2 separate regions of the Sus scrofa genome follow, and region 1 is linked to region 2. The links are chromatin contacts, called in public Hi-C maps. All regions are on one chromosome and are shown on one strand. The core of a region is the stretch at or near the end of the contact, and the rest is flanking DNA. Distances in the headings are between cores, read along the strand shown. Region 1 overlaps LOC110260782 (a long non-coding RNA gene). Region 2 has its middle 60 kb from the start of STAB2.

Region 1 (7,158 bases), core at 3,367-5,866, 270 kb after region 2:
CTGCATGTCAGTAAGCAAGCTGATTCAAATCCTGGTCCAAACTCTCTTTTAGCTAGGGAAGTCAACTCCCTTTCAGCTTTTAACACCCTACAATAAAACCATAGTTTAAATCAACGTTTCTCCACCTTTGGTTCAGGGCTGCCCTCCCAAGGAGCTTTTTTAGGTTTTGTTTTTCCTCCTAGCCACCCATCTTCTCCTTCCCCTGCCATAAAATTTTAGTACCAGAAATAGAGCATAAATATGTTTGTGTGCTGTGGTCCTTTGAAGAGTTACACACCATTATAATATTTAAGTGCTTTGTACCCTCCCCCTGCCCCAGTGTATTTTCACCCCTTTGAGGGGAAATGGTGGTCTCATTGGGCAAACAGGGCTCAAATCAAAGGTATTTGGAAACTCAGAGCCGTATCTCCACTGTCCAGTGGGCATCAGAACTCAGTATGCCCCCTATTCATTTTATCTCCCCCCTCCACCTTCAGACCACCCTTTCTGATGGCCCTCTGTTGGTCACTGTCACTGTCACCAGTCTAAGCCAGAAATCTGGGAATTATTCCAGCCTCTCCCCTCTCCTGATCCTGCCAGGCTTACCTGCCATACACTTGACAAACATGAATCTTCTTCTACAAGCCAACCACCAACTCTCTCATTCTGAGAATCATTCTTTCTTCCTGGAATGGTTGCAAAAGTCCGTGAACCAGTCTCCCATGTCCAGTCCTCAAATCCATTTACATGAGGATCTAAAAGAATTCAGATCGGACCCCCTCACACCCCTGCTTGAACCTTTCACTGGCTCCCTGATGCCCTTGAGATGAAGCAGAGATGCTCTAAGATGAAGGATAGACTCTCCAACGTTTGTCCCCTGTCCTATTTTCCACTCTATCCTTCTTCTGTCCTCACATTTTGTGTTCCGGTTCTACCAAACTGCTAATCCCTGTATTGTATGCTTCTTTGCCTTTCTTTACGTAATTCTTTTTTCCCGGAGTTCTTTTCTCATTGTTTATTCCTTCACGTCCTTTAAAAGTCAGCCCAGTCTTCACCTCCCTGAAGCCATTCCTGAGAGCCCAGATTGAACGAAAGCCCCCTGCCCCACACCACTCTGAGTTTCTTGTCGTGGCATTGCTTTGAAAACGTGTCTGTCTACTGTTAAATCCAAAAGTTGTTGATGGTAGCATCCACCTCTTTTTATTGCTCTTTCTCCAGAGGCTAGCAGAGTGCTTGGTGCATGACAAGTGTTCAGTAAAATATTTGTTGAAGTAAACCGAACTATACCTTCCCAAGGTTGGGAACTAATTAGTATTAAAATGGACCACAAAAGCAGGTGCCCAGGAAGGAAAGAGAAAGAAAGCACAGGCTTTGATCATCCACCAGTGGGATAATTGCTTCTAAATAATTCAGATTGTTGCTGAAAAATGCCCAAACAACTGGTCAGTTCATTGGAAAAGTCAGCCAGTTGGCATCACAGAGACCAAAACATTCAACCAGTGATTTCACTAGACTTGCGACTTTTCAGCAGGTGTCCACGCAGCCTGTGATGGAAGAAGTTACTGATCACGCTTTGTTCATTTCTACTCCCTCCTCCTTCCCTACCCGCTCACACAACCCACACCCTAGCCTGGTGTTTTAGCACCCTTCTGAAAATATAAATATTTAAAAACATTCATGTGTGAGAAACGTCCTGAAACTGGCTAGAAAATTGCCTAAACTGCCCTTCTTATGAAAAGGCAAGTTGAACCACATTGCTGTAAAGCACTAGCCCCTTTCAGGTTTTGGACACGTGGCCCCTCTGGCTGAATGGACAGAAAGTCTGAATGTGTAAGAGCCGCTAAAAACAACCACCCAAACAAGACAGCCATTCTCACTCCCCTCAGACCACCGCTCAGAGAGGCTGCTCTCGACGGGTTCTACATGCTAAATAACTCCTATTCTTAGTTCACGTTGACTTGGTGGCCAAGCCAGGTGAAAAGACAATTGACCCAAACAGCCCCATGGAGCTCAAAGCTTTACTAACGAGGTGAATCTTTTCTAAGCCCCGTCAGCATTGTCGAGTGCTAAGTGCCACTTTCTCAAAATATGTCTTTCACGGAAAAGAAAAATTATTAAAAGAAGGTGGGGGTGGGCAGAAAAAGCGTCCTTTAATGGACTGTTTTATACTTTTGTTGTGGTGTGTGCTTTCTTGCAGGCGACTTTTTGGCAAATACTGCATCTTCAGCCAGGAGAAGTTGGCTGAGGACAAAAGGGCTTTTGAAGCGGTGAGTGTAAATTCAGACTCCTTTTCTTTCTTTCTTCCTTCCTTCCTTTCTTCGCCCTCTCTCTTCTCCTGGGTCCGGAGACCGCTCAGCAGAAATAATCAGCGCCGTTGCTTTCCGTCCACGTCCCCTGAATTACTCAAACATCAAATGTGACTTCAGAATGGAGGCACGCTTGATTCTTTTCTGCAAAAGTTTCCCTACCCATTCTTTATTTACATGTCCTGGTAAGGCACAGCGATGTCCAGCCAGTCAGAAGACACACACACACACACACACACACACACACACACACACACACACACACAGGAGGCCATTAAACAAATTAAAAGGGATGAGGATGACTAGTACAGTACTCTTGGAATCCCCAATTTGATTAGTCTGAGTTTAATACACAAAAGCAGCGCCGGAGAAAGAGGGGAGGCGAACTGCTCTTTAATAACCTGTACAATTAAATTATGGTGATGAATTTAACTATTCTGGGCTTCTTGAAGGAGTCTTATTATCTGAAGAAAGTCAGTTTTGCAGCAGGGTTTCTGAGTGTGTCCCTGGAAGTCTCATGGTGGCAGTTCTGTGCCTTAAAATCTATTTCTTCCTTTCAGAATTGCTTTTCTGTTTCTCAAACTTTGTCTGCAAAAATTATTCAGATAGATTTAACTCCTCAGGGGGCCTTACTTTTCTTTGGTTCTTTGGAAACATGGAGTCAGAAAAGATAACGTAGGGGAAAGAATAAGCTATGGTAGCTGTAGGTGGATGCTTTGGGGCGACTTTGGGTCAAAGCCCTAACTTGCTTTACAAGCATCCTGCTTCTTTCTTTATGGAGACCTCAATTCTTCTTCTTCTTTTTTTTTTTTTTTTGGTCTTTTTGCCTTTTCCAGGGCTGCTCCCACAGCATATGGAGGTTCCCAGGCTAGGGGTCAAATCGGAGCTGTAGCTGCCGGCCTCCCCCACAGCCACAGCAACGCGGGATCCGAGCCGTGTCTGCGACCTACACCACAGCTCACGGCAACGCCAGATCCTTAACCCACTGAGCGAGGCCAGGGATCAAACCCGCAACCTCATAGTTCCTAATCGGATTTGTTAACCACTGTGTCACGACGGGAACTCCAGGAGACCTCAATTCTTAAGGTATCCAAACATCAGGGCACATTGTGTCAGAAGCTGATGTGCTGTGGCTTGATTTTCTAGGGACCAGGCCTCTGTATTTGTGTCCCTCCTGGGAGTCATCATTCTGTCCTGAAGCAGCGTGTGAATGTCTGTCTCCCACTTGCCTTCGCTTAAAGGCTATAGTGGAGGCAGGTGCTATCCCGATAGAGGCTTACTCTGTACCTCTGTATGTTCAGGGCACATTCCCATTGTCTGTTGAAGGATGAACTAAAATGGAACAAGGGACAAGAGGAGGGAGAATTTTTATACTGTTGGCCTCAAGCAGAGCTTCCACCGAACCTCAGCTGCTCTTAAAAATTAGGCCTGCTTCCATATGACATGTAAGTGATGAATAGTATTTACTCATTGTGGCATCATTTTCCAATGCAGATGGTGCCTTAGAGTCTATGACACCTAAGTCCTGAGAGAGTTACACGGAATATTCCCATGTGGTTATCAGACTGGACTTGGTTTTAGGGGAGATTGAGAGCACAGATTCTGGCTTCAAATCTTGTTTGTGCCGTAACTGGCTTCACAATCTTAGTCTTGCTGTACACCTTTCTTTGCTTCAGTCTCCTCCTCACAAAACAGGGGTGATCACAATACCATAAAAAGGTAGTTATAAGAGACCAGTGACACATGCAAAGCCATAGGAGAGGTCCAGAGTTGTGAATTGGGGCTCATTAGTTGCTAAGCATTTACTGGCTGCCAGACACTCTGCTAACCCTTTGTATGTGGCATTATTATCTCATTTACAGGATAAACCTAAGATATAGTTGTTATTTTCTCTCTTTTAAAGATGTGAAACTGAGGCTTGGTGAGACTAAGCAAATCTCCCAAGGTCATAGGTATAGGAAGAAGAAGTCACAGAATTAGGTTATGAATGTGGGAAGTCTGACACATGTGCTTAGCCACTTATTATACCATGTGTATTTGAAAATTGGTTCCTGGTCTCCAAGAGTGAGTGCATCAGCCAATAGGGAAGAAAAGAGAGAAATAATTAGCTAGTATTTCCACGAGGTGGTAGTGAATGAGGGTGGTAGGGTAACACATGGTATGGCAGGGAAGAAGCTCAGAAGTGGACGTGCCACGGTGGTTGATGTAGGTTACAGGACATCAGGCATCTGGCATGTGGAGTGGTGGTTAGCAAGGTAAGTGATTTCACCGATCGGTGTCCAGCATGCTGATCTAAGGTGGTCATGTGCCCTAGTTATCCTGGCTACTTCATCCTGCCAGGAGTCTCAGTATGTACTTATTAACTGTCTGACTTAATCATCTACTTGGCTTGGGTCATAGTGTCTGGTACTTTGCCAGGGATCAACAGTGAAAGGATATTCCAGGGCAGAGTCACCTGATAAACACCACCCCTTTATCATTATCACACATCCAATGAAACTTGAAGAGTTGTGCAATTACCTATTAGATGTATCCCTCTTCTCATGATCCATGTTAGGGGATTGAAAGTGGACTGGGAGTAGGAATACTTCCATTTTTTTTCCTCTTAGAGTCTGAAAGTCAGTGGATTCTTGAAATTCATTCCACTCTCTTTGCAGTCCAGGCCACATAAACTCCTGGAGCTTTAATCTTGCTGTGGTGAAGATGGGCACCTGCTTTTTAGGGCATGTATTTTTTAAAACTTCCAGCTCTCCAATTCTTGGCGAGGATGAGCTTTGCAATATTGAACTGCATTTTCATTGTGGTCTGTTAGAAGTGATGCCGAATAGTGAGCTTGTACATAAATGGACTTTATCTTTGCAATTTATGTGTAATTTGGGATCAAGGTGACTTTGAGCCTTGCCCCACCAATTTTATAAATACAAAGGAGACCACAGGCAGACCATTTATAGAGAATATATGAAGAAGAAAATATTTATGACACTTGTTAAAAGAAGATAAAGAAGACTTTATTGAAGGGGAGCTACTTACTGTAATAAAGTTTTGTGATCAGGGGAGAGATTGGGTTTAACTCCAAATACAACAAGGAAAATTTATAGCGAAGGAGCATGGTGGGGGAAGTGTTGGTAGATGAAAAATTACTAAGAGGATACACCAGGAGTAAAGGAGGATTCTGGTTAACCTGACCTAACAAGATTCATACTAAATACAGGCCAGGGTGATCAGATATCACCTGGGAGGTGGTGGAGGATAAGGAACTTGATCAGATATTGAAGGTGATGACACATCGATGGTGGGGATTAAACTGATTTAGGATTCTTTTTAGAACTGGACACTGCAGAGAAGGACATGGGATTCCAGTAAAGGAGCCAGTCAAAAAGAGGACCTAGGCCATCCAATGTTATTGCAAATGGCAAGATTTCATTCTTTTTATGGCTGAGTAATAGTCCACTACATATATATATACACACACACACTTTTCTTTATCTGTTCACCTGTCAAATGACATTTAGGTTGTTTCCATATCTTGGCTATTGTAAATAATGCTGATGTGAACATTGGGGTGTGTATATCTTTTCAAATTCTAGGTGTGGAATTGCTGCATTCTGTGGTATGGAGAACCCTCCATACTGTTCTCTACAGTAGGCTGCACCAACTCACATTCCCACGAACAAGGTAAGAGGGCCCCTTTTCTCTGCATCCTTGCCATCATTTGTTATTTGTGCTCATTTTGATGAAAGCCCTTCTGCCAGGTGTGAGTTGATAGCTCGATGTGGTTTTGATTTGCGTTTCCCTGATGATTAACAATGTTGAGCATCTTTTCATGTGCCTGCTGGCCATCTGCATTTCCTCTTGGGAGAAATGTCTATTCAGGTCTTCCACTCATTTTTCAATCTGGTTGTTTGCTTATTTGATGCTGAGTTATATGAGCTGTTTGTGTATTTTGGATATTAACCCCTTGTTTATCATAGCATTGCAAATATTTTCTCCCATTCAGTAGGTTGTCTTTTCATTTTGTTGCTGGTTTTCTTTGCTGTACAAAGACTTTTAAGTTTAACTAGGTCCTACTTGTTTATTTTTGCTTTTCTTCCCTTTACCATAGGAGATATAGTTCAAAGAATATTGCTACAATTTATGTCAGAGTGTTCTGCCTATGTTTTCTTCTAGGAGTTTTATGGTGTATGGTATTACATTTAGTTCTTTAACATTTTGAGTTTATTTCTATGTATGGAGCTAGGGAATTATCTCATTTCATTCTTCTACATGTAGCTATCTAGTTTTCCCAGTGCCATTTATTAAAGAGACTCTCTTTTCTCCATTGTATACTCTTTCCTCCTTTGTCATAAATTAATTGACCATAAATATGTGGGTTTGTTTCTGGGCTCTTTATCCTGTTCCATTGATCTATGTGTTTGTTTTTATGCCAGTACTATGCTGTTTTGGTTACTGTAACTTTATAGTATAGTCTGAAGTCAGGGAATGTGATTCTTCCCATTCTGGTCTTCTTTCTCTAGATTGTTTTGGCTATTCAGGGTCCATTGTATTTCCATACACATTTTAAGATTTGGAGGTTATTATGCTGAGTGAAATAAGTCAGACAAAGACAACTACTTTATGATATCACTTATATATAGACTCTAAGAAATACAACAAACTAATGAAAATAATAAAAAAGAAACTCAGAGAACAATCCAGTGGTTACCAGTGGGGAGAAGGTAATAGAGGGGTAGGGGAATAAGAGGTACAAACTATTATATATATAATAAGCTACAATGATATTTGACACAGGAATATGTGACCCAATATTTTATAATAACTGTAAATGTTGGCGTATAAACTTTAAAATTGAGTTATGCAGATGTAACTATAGCTA
Region 2 (7,127 bases), core at 2,989-5,488:
TTAAAGACGGCTGAGACATGAAAGAGTGGGGCATTATTTTCACCAGCTTCCATCTTCTGATGATCAAGGGTTGCCCCACGGGATGTTAATTCCTTTTTCCTGCTAGGTTTGCACCTGTGTCAGAATGGCTGGATGGGGCTGTGACGGAGAAACATGAGAAATATGGGTGCAGATGAGGTACGAGATTGCCAGATAATTATTCCTGGAAGTTCAAAGCAAGTTGCCATAGCAAGGGCTGGGTCAAAAAAGCAAACCAAGAAAGTGGGAGGTGGAACACGAGAGGTGCCCAACCAGTGAGGCAGAGCACAGCAAAGGGGGAAGAGAACTGAGGTTGGGGCAGGTCACTCCACCAACTTCTGTTGGGCATCATTTCTGTACCAGGTATTGTGTTTGCTGCTGGAGCCGGATGGTTTAATGAAGCACAGTGCACATCATAGCCTACAATGCATGGTACACAGAGAAGTATGACCTGACAAAATAATGCAAGAGTTGACTGCCGGGTGGGGGAGACAAGCAAGCACTGCAGCAGATAGAAGCATGAAAGCCTCTTGTAACTGGGAAGGGAGTGACTAAATCCTTCTGTAGTCCAGGGGAAATCTTTACACTGAAGGCAACGAATAATTACGCTGGGTCTTGAAGGATGAGTAGGAGTCCACCAGGTGGTGACAGGGCTGAAGGACATTCTGACAAGGTCAGAGGGAGGTGGCAGAACGTGTGTGGCTTGGGCATGCCATGAAGTCTTCACATGCCCATTTTTTCTCTCAAGGGTTCCTGGCTCAGGCCACTATTTTAGTTAAGTTTTTAAAATTTGTTTTGCTTTTGATCATAATAAATAGAGGGTTCTTGTGAAGGGGTGTTTATTGTCAGGTGATACGTGGGAAGTTAGGGAGTACATGAGATGGGTCTTTCATAGGCCAGAGATGATGGACCCAACCCTTTGGCCCTGAGGTCCAAATAGGGTGAAATCTTTCCTGCTCGCCCCCACCCCCACCTGGGACTGCCTGTGCCCAGGAGTTGTGGGAAACTTGTTCCCCTCATAAGGTGAAACAAGCATGTCAGCCATCATGGTTTCTTGATCTCATCATCTCCATCCTGGGTCATGTGGGTCGTTTATATTCGCTGCTCACTCTCCACACTGGTCAAATGGAGCTTGTTGCTTGTCATTTTGGTGATGTCTGGGCCACTTCAGCATCTGCCTCATCCCTTATGACTTCGAGGCAGCCCTCTGTGGCTGCCACCACTAGCCCATCCAGCATCCTTTGCCTTCTTCTCACCTCTTCCGGGAGAGCTGTTCTCAGAGTGGGACCGCACAACCTTCACTTCTGTCTCAAGTGATTTGTCTTCACATCCACAATCTTGTCAACTTAATTTCTCATGGCTGGATCCCAGGATCTTCGTGACTTCAGTTCATCAGCGTGTGTGTGTGTGTGTGTGTGTGTGTGTGGTGTGGTGTGGTGTGTGTGTGTGTGTGTGTGTGTGTGTGTGTGTAGGGACCTGGTTGAGGGCAGGGAAAGCTTCCTGAGACCTTGGTAATCATACAGCCAGGCACCTGCTTACTCTGTTGAAGCATAAGGCTGATTCTTGTCTCCTGGACTTGTGGACCTGATAGTCATTGTGCGTCTATTCCAGTCCAGGCTTGTGCCTCATTACCAAAAGTAATATCACATCAACTCTCTGGGATACTCATCATTCTCACCTTGTGGATGAGGAAACAGACTCAGAGGTTAAGTAATTTTCCCAACATTACATCACTTCTAGATGGCTGATCTAAGTCTCCATTCCAAACATTAAGAACATAAATTTTGAAGTGAATTGTTACATTCTGCTTAGTACCTGGTACTGAGTAGCTAGGACAGAGAACCTGGTGCTTGGGGACAGTGTGAAGGGTAGACTTTCAATTTACTCTCAACACATAACTGAGATGCAAACTCTAGATGTCAGAATAGTCTTGGGTTCAAATCCAGATTTTTACTTCTGTGTAAACTACTGTGTAAACTACTTAAATAAGCCTCATATTGTAAAGTTTGGAAGTAGCATATACAGGGAATGATAAAGAGATCAGGAAACCTAGAATGGAGGTTTTGGGAAGAAGAAATATAAATGAAAAAGGTAGACTGGGATTTGTATTGGACTTTTGTCACTTGCCATCTTTGAACATTCTCTGTACATCTTGATAGTTTCTCACCTTGTAAGTCCATCTTTCTGGACTCCAAGGACCTGGGATGCCTGTGTGTGGCTGGTTCTGTTGTTTGGGTCCACCCCTAAGAGACTTGATTCAGAAGACAGCAGTGGGAGCAGTTGGCCCCACATAGGAGAGAGTCAGTCTTCTGGGTGTGTTTGGGCAGTGGTGTCCACTGCATCTGGGGCAACAGTGAAAGCTTCTGGTATTTGGTCCCAAGAAAAGATGCTGAGCAGTGGTGCCGAGACATTTTGCTAGAGAGTCCCATGGGATGGCTGAGATTTCCGAACAGATGGCTTCAGGTCTTGCTCCTCGTCTGTTTCAGAGATTCTGTGAGCTACTTTATGTAACTTTTAATAAATCCCTCTCTGCTTAAACCAGCCAGAGTAGATTTCATTTGTCATGAAGAACTTTGACAGCTTCAGACTGCAGCAAGCCTCTGAGCCAGTTTATGGCTTGGAGTTCAAAGAAACATCTGTGTGTACATCTTTCTTGTAAGTCACAATTTCTTTAACCCTTATATCTTGGTAGAAGTATTTTAATTTCTGCTGGGCTGCAAAGACATTAAAGTATTTTGATTGCCTTTTGAATATTGCTCAAAATATATATATATATATATTTTTTGCTTTCCGATTTATGGTGATAAAAAAAAATGTGGAGGTATAATCCACAAACATATCATTATTTTACAGCCTTTATCCGAAGAAACTGTTTAAAATTCTTCTCAGCGACTTTTCTTTCAAATCTTAAAAAGTCCTTTATGATTCTTTGTTCTTTCCTCTGACCAGGGCCTTGCTAAAGATGTCTTAAATGCAAATGCTGGGGATGGGAGGTTGATAACAGAGATACGGTTTAAGAGAAAAAACCTTCCCATAATTCAAAGCATAGTTCAAATAATACCTTCCTTAAAGACCAGGCTCTGCTGTGCCACCTGGTTATCTTCTAATCAGAAAATATCAGAAAAGAAGTTTTAGTTCATCTAACTCTCCAACCACTCACCTGAAATGGTCTGCTTCATTTGTGGCTCATCCATTAGGTGGGTCACGTCGCTCTTGAACTTTAAGCAGACTAACTCCATTTCATGTTTGGCATCAGCAGAGACACCCCAAGACCTCCTTGTACATCCCATTTTCAGTGCCGTTGCTTTGTCTGCTTGTACCAAAATCTCTTGCTGCAGGCTACAAGCTTCCTGGTCCACAGTTTCGTTGGTGCAGGAATGTTGACTTGCAGTAAAGGCATGGCCATGTGGACATGCAAACCCATGATGAATTAATGATGCTCATTTGACCAGAGCCAGCAGAAGCAGCCGCTTGCCTGTCTCACCCAGAAATATCTTAAGCAGACAGACTTGGATGGATGTGTATTTCCAAAAGGGAACTATATATTGGGTCTGTCTTACTGTGTCATCAGCCTGGTTTGTCCCAACTTCTTTCTTCTGTTATCATGTCACTACTGCAGAGAATGACTGATGGGATAGCCTGGTCTGGACAGCCTTGTCTGACCGCTGTCCTTGCCTTCCCTGGTGGCCCCCTTAACAGACCCGTGACTGGTTGGTTCTCTTCTAAGGGCTTGTTGCACCATGGCCTGTAGGGTCAAAGCTGAGTATCTGTGCTCTCTACAAAATATGTGTTCCCACAGTTTTTGTCATTTGTTTACCCTCCTATTGCAGGCCCTGTTTTTCTTCAGATGTTTGTCTCCCCATTTCTAAAAACGCTGTTTGAACATGTATTGGGTTGTCTGTTTTGCTCCTAAATTCTTTGTATGTGGAATTTTTGTTTTAGTCCCTCTTTGAGAAAATATCACTTTGTATAGAAACAAGAACAAATTTCCATCTCTTCCAGCTTTCTTTTTGTTTGTTTTTAAACATTAAGGTAAAAACAGCAAATGATAGTGGCACCTTTGAATGATGGCCTATCCACAGGTCAGCGTATTATGTCCTTTAATTTTGACGATAAAATATTAAGTTCATCAAGTTACAATTTTCTTGTGTTTACAGGTCCTCTGTTAAGGTTAAAGTTTCTCCAGCGTGTGTTTAAACAAGTTTCTAAGGACCGACTAACTGTACTATGTTCTGTTTGTATAATCAAGCAAAAAAGCTCTTTCCAGCACACACATCGACTCTCACGCCTCTTTCGTATACATGACGTTAGCTAGAGCACATGTATAAAATATTATTTAGTCTTTCTCTAAGTGAATCACTGGTGAGTTAAAAATCTAGAAAGTGTTTCTATCCTTCACATAAAATGGAAATTAGTAGCTTTCTCCATTGTGCATAAAACATCACATATGATAGTTTGCTTTCTTGTTCCAATGAAACATTTCTTTTTCCTAAATACAGTTAGCATATCATTAGAAAGCAGGCAGTTTGAAAACATAATATTGGTAGTTCACACTTTTTTTGGAGCCACCCCTTCTGTAGCAGTTAAAGGCCTTGATTTGCACTTCACTGATGAGGGGCCAGAACACTGAGGGATTTAGCTTTTCAAGCTCGGATTCAACTCCAATGTGTTGGAATGGAATACAAAGTACAGCTCTGCATTCATTATCACTTAATTATACAACTAGTTGGGTTTTCAAAGGCATTTTCCTCCCCAAAGCAAAATCTGTGCCAGGTACTTTTGTTTCCCTAGAATGACATTTTCATATTTAAAAAATTAAGTTTTCTTCTGTTGCAAACCTGGGAATATTCTTATTTCACTTTTCTCTGCAAGGTCTAGTTGAGAACATAGGCCACTATTCTTTTCTTTCACCCCCCCCCCCATAAGTTGTTCTTAAATGTGAAAAAACAGCTATAGTCTTTGCCTTTCACATGATTAGCCAAAGAAAATAATCAAGCTCATTTTGTGCTTCTCCAATTTCATATTTATTGCAAGTTTAAGAGTTCCTAACACAAAAACGAAGAACAATGGATCTTTACATTGCGTTTTCAGCCTCAGCTCTATTGATATTTGAGGCTGGATCGTTCTTTGTTGTGGGGGCCTGCCTTTTACATTCTAGATGTTTAGCAGCCTCCCTGGCCTCCATCCACAAGATGCTAGGAACACCCCCCCACCCCCACCCCTTGCCTCCTGCCAGTCGTGACAAACCTGAAGCTCTCCGCATATTGCCAAGAGTTCCCTGATTGAGAACCATTGGTCTAGAACTGTGACGGGTGGAAATGATAATTATTTATGCACTGTGGTTTTGAACTCTTTATCTGTAGGTATAATTGAGAATTGTTTTCAGCAGTCCTCACCTCTTCATTTTAGAGCATATAGCAGATTTCCAACAGACTACTGGATTTGGAGTTTTTTATGCTGTTTCCTTCTAAAAGCATGTGTGAATTGCCAAGGGACATCATCTGTCAGCCTCTGTCCTTGCCCCCACTACCTCCTACCTGTCTTCTATAGAGCAGCTATTTGAGCCTTTCCGTGATATTAGGCCGGCCCTCTCTCTCCTCTTCTCAAAGCCGTCTGATAGTCACTCCTCACCGGATCTGGTCTTGCTCCTGACTCTGACCTGACCTCCTCTGGGTCCTTCTTCCCTCTTCCCGCCTCATCAGTCTCCTGCTGTCCCAGGCCCTGCTCTGCACACTCCCACCTCGGAGCTTTTGCACGTGCCCTGCCCTCCTCCATGAACACCTTTCCTGGACAGAACTGCACGGCTCCCTCCCACACTCTCTCCCAGTTTCTGCTCAGATGAGAGGCATCTCCTACCAACCCATCATTCCTTCCCAGCGCCCTCATCCTGCTTTCTTTTTCTGCAAAAACACACCACCATGTGACATAGTACTTACTGCTTATTCTCCGGTTTCCTCTGCCGGAATGTGAGGATCAGCAGGCAGGAGCCATTCCTGGTTCAGAACCTTGTCCCAGTGCCTGGCACAGTGACTCTTCCAGCAAACAGTTGGTGCTCAATAAGTACTTGTTAAATGGTTGGATGCTCTTTCTGATAATAAATGTAGTTCAAATTTGTTTTGGTTCCATTTTAATTTTCTTCCCAAATTAGAGTCCACCAGATCCAGAGATGGGCTACCATCCATCCTCAGAGAAAGCCCTCATTTCCTGATCTCAGGGTAAAGTCCTCGGGTTTTGGCTTTTTTGTTTGTTTGTTTGTTTTTTGTTATTGAAGGAAAGGCTGATTATAGAACCTGCTTTTAATAATCAGGATTTTTCCGTTGCAAGGAACAAAAACCAAAGCAAAACAAAAAAACAACCCTGACTCAGATGGACTTAAGCAAAGAGGGAAAGGTATTTGCTCATGTAATTAAAATGCAGGGTTGTAACTGGGTGTGGGTGTAGTGAGATCAGATATGAAGGCATGTCTTCAGGAATCTTTTTCTTTCTTGGACTCATCTCTCTCCCTGTGGCTTCATTCTTCTTTTCACAAGATGGTAGGAAATGGCCAGATGGAGCTACAGGTTTCCCTTCTCCCAGCTTAGCAAACTCCACAGGAAGAGTTCCCGTCTCCTGAGGGTTCTCACAAACATCCTGACCCTCCTGGCCTGGCTAGGGTCACCTGTGTTTCTCTGATCCAGTTACTGTGCCATTTCTGGGACACATGCCCCTTTAGACCCATGAACTGAGAGTGCAGGATGAGCATCTCCCAGAGGAATATTAGCAAACTCTTAGCTGAAGAAACAGGAATGGATGCTGGGCAGACAGCATTAGGTGTCTTAGGTGTCTGCCACACTGCCACCACCAGCTCTCCCCCCGCAACAACAGTGACAGTCCAACAGTCTAAAATGTTCCCAACCTTCCCATGGAGGGCAGGGCACCTGGAATCTTTGCTGTAAATTCCTCAAAGTAAAATATCGCTGAAAATGTAATGAAAGGGAGAAAATAAAATTTGCCAGTACTTCTCAGGAGAGAACAATAGTGATAGGAATGAAAATGTGGCTAATCCACTTGGGACGGGACAACACTTCCATGGAGCAGGCTGGAGTCTGAGAGCATCCATTTCCCAGACT

Evidence for each region. Hi-C and Micro-C count contacts between places; a contact is called where the count stands out from the background.
Region 1: a Hi-C map of liver shows a contact between it and region 2, with 3 times the contacts expected there. The contact joins two enhancer-like sites. A contact is called at or near these places in 1 of 5 promoter capture datasets (liver) and 2 of 47 Hi-C or Micro-C datasets (both in liver).

The regions. Positions count from the first base shown.
Region 1 is chr5:81,192,170-81,199,327 of Sscrofa11.1, forward strand. LOC110260782 (a long non-coding RNA gene) reads left to right here. Exons shown (of 4, transcript XR_002344190.1): 2 at 2,177-2,246; 3 at 5,873-5,960. Among named protein-coding and RNA genes, the nearest start is that of ASCL1, 160 kb to the right of the region's middle. Within about 2 kb of position 4,617, at least 1 of the 83 cell types and tissues checked has an H3K27ac peak or open chromatin away from gene starts, as enhancers often do. A contact at or near this core is called in liver, where this site is marked.
Region 2 is chr5:80,919,408-80,926,534 of Sscrofa11.1, forward strand. No RefSeq gene overlaps it. Among named protein-coding and RNA genes, the nearest start is that of STAB2, 60 kb to the left of the region's middle. Within about 2 kb of position 4,239, at least 3 of the 83 cell types and tissues checked have an H3K27ac peak or open chromatin away from gene starts, as enhancers often do. A contact at or near this core is called in liver, where this site is marked.